Regions from separate parts of the Sus scrofa genome. Here region 1 is linked to region 2. The links are chromatin contacts, called in public Hi-C maps. All regions are on one chromosome and are shown on one strand. The core of a region is the stretch at or near the end of the contact, and the rest is flanking DNA. Distances in the headings are between cores, read along the strand shown. Region 1 has its middle 260 kb from the start of HS3ST1. Region 2 holds the start of HS3ST1 (heparan sulfate glucosamine 3-O-sulfotransferase 1).

Region 1 (3,113 bases), core at 54-2,553, 250 kb after region 2:
TGGATCCTTAACCAACTGAGCAAGGCCAGGGATCGAACCTTTGCCCTCATGGATGCTAGTGAGATTCGTTTCTGCTGAGCCATGAAGGGAACTTCTTGAATTTTTTCTTTTTGCTTTTATTGTCCTTCTCTTTCTTTTCATTGAAAGTTGGAGATAAGTAAGCTACTTGTTTTATTTTCTCTGGCTATGCCTTTCTTCTTTGAAATTTTAAAATCCAAATTTAGTATCCCAATTGCAGGCATCCTGCAGCAAGATAGACATCCTGAAATACAGATTCCCTCCTGCATCGTATCATCGTCTTTCATTTTGTTTCTGCATTCATTATTTTACTAATTACAGAACATGAACCAAGTGCCAACTTTGTGCTAGAACAAATTAAATTCATAAAGTAACTCTTGTCCTTCATAAGATCATAAGTGATAAGGAGGGCACCATAAACAGTAATAAGTAATGATAGTATAATGTGAGTTCAATGATTGAAGAAAACATGGGAGTTTGGGGAATAAAAGGAAGAAAGCGTAGGAGGTTCTAGGGTAAAAACCACAGATAGACTAGCAAAGTTTCCAACAGATGTTCGAATTAAACCAAAAATTAAATAATACTAACACTGCTACTACTACTGACACTTAGAAAAAATTAGAGGCAGAAGTGGGGTAAAGAACTTTCCGATCATAGACAGTCAAAGCTCATTCTTTAGGCGATCTAAGGGAGCAAATCTCCTCTTGCTCCTTCTTCGCAAAACACTGACCTTTCAAACTCTAGACCCAAAATCTTGGCCGGCACTCTCTCTAGTGGCAGACCCATGAACTACCCCTCAGCAGATTCCTAAGTTGCAAGGACAGGAGGAAAATGAAGATACCCAGAATGAAAACAAGTATTTAATAACTCTTTGTTGTATCTGGGTAAGGGTAAATACATCAATACTGTAGAAATAGTTCTCCAAGAAAGCAAGTTCAAGAAATTAAAAAAAAAAAAAATGTACCCATGCAATCTCATCTAGGGAGAAGTGGCACCAGCCAGAAAATACACGATATTCAGAGACCTGGAAATCTACAAAACAGTAAAGGACCTGGAACAGAGGGTGTCTGGTTTTGCTTCACAGCAAATTTCCTGGCTGCGGAGGCTGAGGAGTCATTTCAGCAGTCTGTATCTTAGTTTCCTTAATTGATATATTTGGGTCGACCATATGTCCCAGTTTGCCTGGCACAGTTTTGGTTTATGTCTGTTGTGCCCGGTAACAGTTAATAACATCTTATTTTACTCCCTTAATGTGCCTCATTTGGGTTATAAATTATACGGTCACCCTGGTTACATGATCGAAGGGTAACATCCTTTTGCTTTTATGAAGAGCTTTAAATGAGCTTGGGTTAACAGACGTTCAGCCACGACTTAGGTATTTGGTTCTTGCTGAGTGTGTTTTTACACTAAAGCGTGCCCTATGGGGCCAAACCCCTCAATGATTCTGATTAGTGTTTCTCTCTGTCTACAAGGTGGCATATTAAGGATGAATGGAGAAAGTGTGACCTGTGAATCTTCTCATAAAATTCGTAAAGTTAACTTTACCCAGAAAATAAAAGCCCTCCTGAACCACTGGTTCCTTTACAAACTCTGGACTTTTGGAATTCTTTAAAAAATGTTTTTCTACATCTTTCACAAATAATGCTGAAACACTGCATGTTCACTCAAATCTAAAAACCTATGGAAAAGGAAAGAAAACCAGGAAAATGAATGCCCTGTATTTTGGGTTTGGGTTAAGCTGGGCTTCCCCACAGCTGCACATTTAGGCATCTAAAAACATAAATATAAAACAACCTTAATGTCCTAATAATCAGTGACTTGTGGAGTAAATTACAGAGCATCCATACAATGGGACACACTGCAGTCACTAAAAATGATGGTATAGAGCTATATTTATCGACATGGAAAATGGCTCACAGGATATTATCAAGTGAAAACTGCAGGTGATGAGAAGCAGGTGCACTATTATTGTAAAATTACATAAAATTATATAATACATAGTTTATATGTTTATGCATATAGATACAGAAATCTCTGAAATGCTCATCAAATGTTAATAGTGGTTATCTCTGGGTGGGATGATTTCAGAGGACTTTTACTTTCTTTTCCTTAAGTGACAAAAATATTTGCTTTTAATGAAAACATAAACTCTGTGATTTACATGAAGTTACAAAAGAAATATGCCTTAAACTATAGTATCAAAGGTTGCAATAACTCATGCACAGATGATGAGATTAGACATCGGACATAAAATAATTAGAACCTACACACACTAGAACTCTTTAGTCCATGAGGGGCTCAATAGCCTTTCTGTAATTCCAGTTCTTATAGCCACCTTATCCCCCACCTCAAAAAAGATAAAAATACGAGATTCTTAATACTAACTCTACAGTTCTTGAGGATGTTAGCTTTATTATTTTTTTAATTTTTAATTTTTTTTTTGGTCTTTTTAGGTCTGCATCCTTGCATGTGGAAGTTCCCAGCCTAGGGGTTGAATCAGAGCTGTAGCTGCTGGCCTATGCCACAGCCACAGCAAAGCAAGATCCAAGCTGTATTTGCAACCTACTCCACAATGTTGGATGATGCTTAGCCCACTGAGCGGGGCCAGGGATTGAACCTGCGTCCTCATGGATACTAGTGTGGTTTATTACCACTGAGCCATAACAGGAACTCCAACTTTAAATATGGCCCCCAGTGGTCCCTAACTCCTGGCAGTAACATCCTTGTATAAACCTGCCCCACTGAGTGTGAGCTAAGTTGGTGCCTAACTTACAGTGAATAGAATGGACCAAAGTGGAGTGTGTGATGTAGAGACTAGGTCATTAAAAGCAGAATGATATCAACTTTTTCTCTCTGTATTACTCACTTTGGGAGAAGCCAGCTGCCCTGTCATGAAAATATTGAGCAGCCTAGGGAGAGGCCCAGAGGGTGCGGAACTGAGATCGCCGGCTAGCAGCCAAGGAGAAACTAAAGTCTGCCAACCACACAGATGACTATAGCCTTTGCCAACAGATTAAAGCAATCTCGTGGCAGACCCTGAGCCAGAATCATCTAGCTAAGACACTCCCCAGATTCCTGATCTACAGAAGTAGAGT
Region 2 (3,045 bases), core at 523-3,022:
TGAGGGCAAGGCAGGAGGTGAGGAGGATGGGAAAACCTCTGATCTTCGCTTCTTTTTTTCTCGCTATGTCCATTCCACTTGTTCCAGCCTCAACTCACCTTGGGCTCTGCGCTTGCCCTAAGTGCGGGATGACAGGTCAGGGCACCTCGACGGCCCGGTGTCTGGCTGCTCCCCAGACTGGCGGCCCCCGCCCCGCACTCACCTGAGCGGCGCTACGATCCAGCCGGTCAGGCACCCGAAGTCGCCTCTCGGGCTGGGCCATGGGCAGTGCCTTGGAGCACCAGCGGCCGGCGGAGCAAGCCTCGGGACAACCCCGGGCAGGCGGGTGAGGCAGCGGTGCAGGCACCCACTGAGACCCGGCAGTGGCAGTGGCGGCGGTTCTTGGCTGCCGGCGCGCCGGGGACTTTGCAGGCTGGAGACTAGGCGATCAGACCCGCTGAGGGGAGGAGCGGGAGGAGGAGCAGGAGCAGGAGGAGGGGACGGAGGAGGCCGGGCCCTGAGGGAGTGCGCGTTGGGCAGAGGAGGATCGCGAGCGCCCACTGCTGCCCGGCCCGCCCTGGTGCTGCCCGGAGTTGGGTCGGGTCGTTGCCGGGCTGGCTACTCAGAGCTCCCGCCAGCGGGGCAGGACTCTGGACTCTCGCCGACAGGTACTGAATGAGTCGGTCCCGCCCACCTGGCAGGGCAGTTCCTTGGGTTTCAGTGGGGGTGGGGAGGGGAGGTTGGGGAAAGGACCAGCGCGGCTTGGGAGGCTGGGGTGGGTTGTGGATTGGGTGATTCTGCCGTCGCAGCAAACCTGGGATGTCCGGTCTCCTGTCTCTGTCTTGTTAGGGCAGGGTAGGTCCGAACCCGGAGCCCACGTCTTCCTCCACTTTCCCGCATCTCAAGGTCCGCTGGACCTGCGCCCCTCCCACGTGCGTTAGCGCCTCTTTCCTTCCGGGCAGGTGCTACCTTAGGCATCAGTGATCCCCGCACCGCCTAAGAAGCAGGCGGAGCCATCCTCACGCATCGGCGCTGGGCCCCGACGCCAGCGGCCAGGCAGCCCTGGCCGGGATCCGCGCGAGGAGCCCGCTCTCCATCGCTCCGTGTCGCCCTTGAACACGTCCTCCCTCTTTGGTTTCCCGTCCGCGAGCGTACGCGGTTTCACCAGGAGAGCGCAGAGTAGTCAGCTCTGCCTCTGCTCTTGCGCCAGGATTGCAAAGGCCAGCTCCTAAAAGAAGCGAGTCTCCCTCTCACCTCCCCGCGCCCCGGTTCCTGCAGCTGGGAAGTTTTGTGTGAGAACTACACAGGCATTCTGCAGCTCTGTTTCAGATTTAGGATTTCGGGGAGGGGGGGGGTATGGGGTTGGAATCTCGTTGGAGAAACTGGGCTGCCTGCCTACCCTAGCCAAAGCAAGTCGCCCTCAAAGGCAGAGCAGCAAACACTTAAAAAAGGAAAAAAGTAAAAGAAAGAAAGAAAGCCAGGTGAACATCAATTTATTTTAGATGAAATTTCAATAGATCGATCGTATTTTAAATATTGAACGATAAATGTTTGGAAGGATTCGAATTTGTTCTTTAAATTAAACAAACAAACAAAAACCCTTTCATTAACTTTGCTTAGATTAAAAATACTTTCCCATCTAGATAAAGGATCCTGTAGGAAATTGACCCCTTTGTCATGTGATGCTGCCCACTGCCCTTTTAGAAAGCAAAACACAGACCAGCATTTTCTGGCTAATAAGCCAGTAGCATCTGGAAAGCCAAGACCCAGTCTTATTTTGGAAAATAAGCTTTTTTTTTTTTTTTTTTTGTAGGGCTGCACCACACACCCACCCAGGGCATATGGAAGTTACCAGGCTAGGGATTGAATTAATTGGAGCTATAGCTCCCGGGGCTACACCACAGCCACTACATCCAAACCATGAGTGTGGGACCTATACCACAGTTCTAGGCCACCCAGAATCCTTAACCCACTGAGCAAGGCCAGGGATAGACCGTGCCTCCTCATGGACACTCGTCAGGTTCCTTACTCTTGAGATGGGGGGGGTGCTCCAACTTTGAGGGTTTAATGACCCTGCTAACTTCTTTGAGTCAGAGATACTTATTTTATTTTTTTTTTTATGATTTTTTTTTTTCCTTTTTATGGCCAAACCTGTGGCATATGGAAGTTCCCAGGCTATGGGTCCAATCAGAGCTGCAGCTGCAGGCCTAAGCCACAGCCACCTCCTCTGTAACCTATGCTGCAGCTTGTGGCAACGCTGGATCCTTAACTCCCTGAGCTTTGTCAGGGATCGAACTCACATCCTCATGTGCTAGTCGGGTTCTTAACCCGCTGAAGCACAACGGGAACTCTGATGTGCCTATTTTAGATGGAAAAAAGAAAAAAAGAAGGAAGAAAAGAAAAATACAAAAAAAAGTGAAAGAAAGAAAAACTATATTTCTGTTTTAAATAGTCACTTTAATCAGACTTGTGGTTGCCCCAAGGGTCAGATTGGAGGAAGGTGGTCAGAAAGGACAAACTCCTTGGAGTTCCCCTCGTGGCGCAGTGGTTAAGGAATCCGACTAGGAACCATGAGGTTTCGGGTTCGGTCCCTGGCCTTGCTCAGTGGGTTGGGGATCCGGCGTTGCCATGAGCTGTGGTGTAGGTTGCAGACAGGGCTCGGATCTGGAGTTGGTGTGGCTCTGGTGTAGGCCGGTGGCTACAGCTCCAATTAGACCCCTAGCCTGGGAACCTCCATATGCCGCCGGAGCGGTCCAAGAAATGGGAGAAAGACAAAAAAAAAAAAAAAAAAAAAAAAAAAGAAAGGACAAACTCCTGGTTTTATGATAAATAAGTAGCAGAGACACACTGTACAACCCCATGGCGTGGTTAGCACTGCTGTATGGTATAAAGGAAAATTGTTAAGAGAGTAAGTCCTAAGAGTTCTGATCACAAAAAATATTTTTTTCCTTTATCCTTTTCTTCTTTTTATAGTCTAAATGAGAAGCTAGATATTAGCTGAACCTGTTGTGGCCATCATTTCACAGTGTATGTAAATCAACCTCTCATGCCATCTGCCTTAAACAT

What was found. Hi-C and Micro-C count contacts between places; a contact is called where the count stands out from the background.
Region 1: a Hi-C map of omental adipose tissue shows a contact between it and region 2, with 2.2 times the contacts expected there. The contact joins the enhancer-like site here to the promoter of HS3ST1 in region 2. A contact is called at or near these places in 5 of 47 Hi-C or Micro-C datasets (embryonic fibroblasts, fetal liver, omental adipose tissue and 1 more).

The regions. Positions count from the first base shown.
Region 1 is chr8:7,678,023-7,681,135 of Sscrofa11.1, forward strand. No RefSeq gene overlaps it. Among named protein-coding and RNA genes, the nearest start is that of HS3ST1, 260 kb to the left of the region's middle. Within about 2 kb of position 1,304, at least 6 of the 83 cell types and tissues checked have an H3K27ac peak or open chromatin away from gene starts, as enhancers often do. A contact at or near this core is called in omental adipose tissue, where this site is marked.
Region 2 is chr8:7,422,786-7,425,830 of Sscrofa11.1, forward strand. It overlaps HS3ST1 (heparan sulfate glucosamine 3-O-sulfotransferase 1), which reads right to left and starts at 1,773. Exons shown (of 2, transcript XM_021101019.1): 1 at 203-1,773.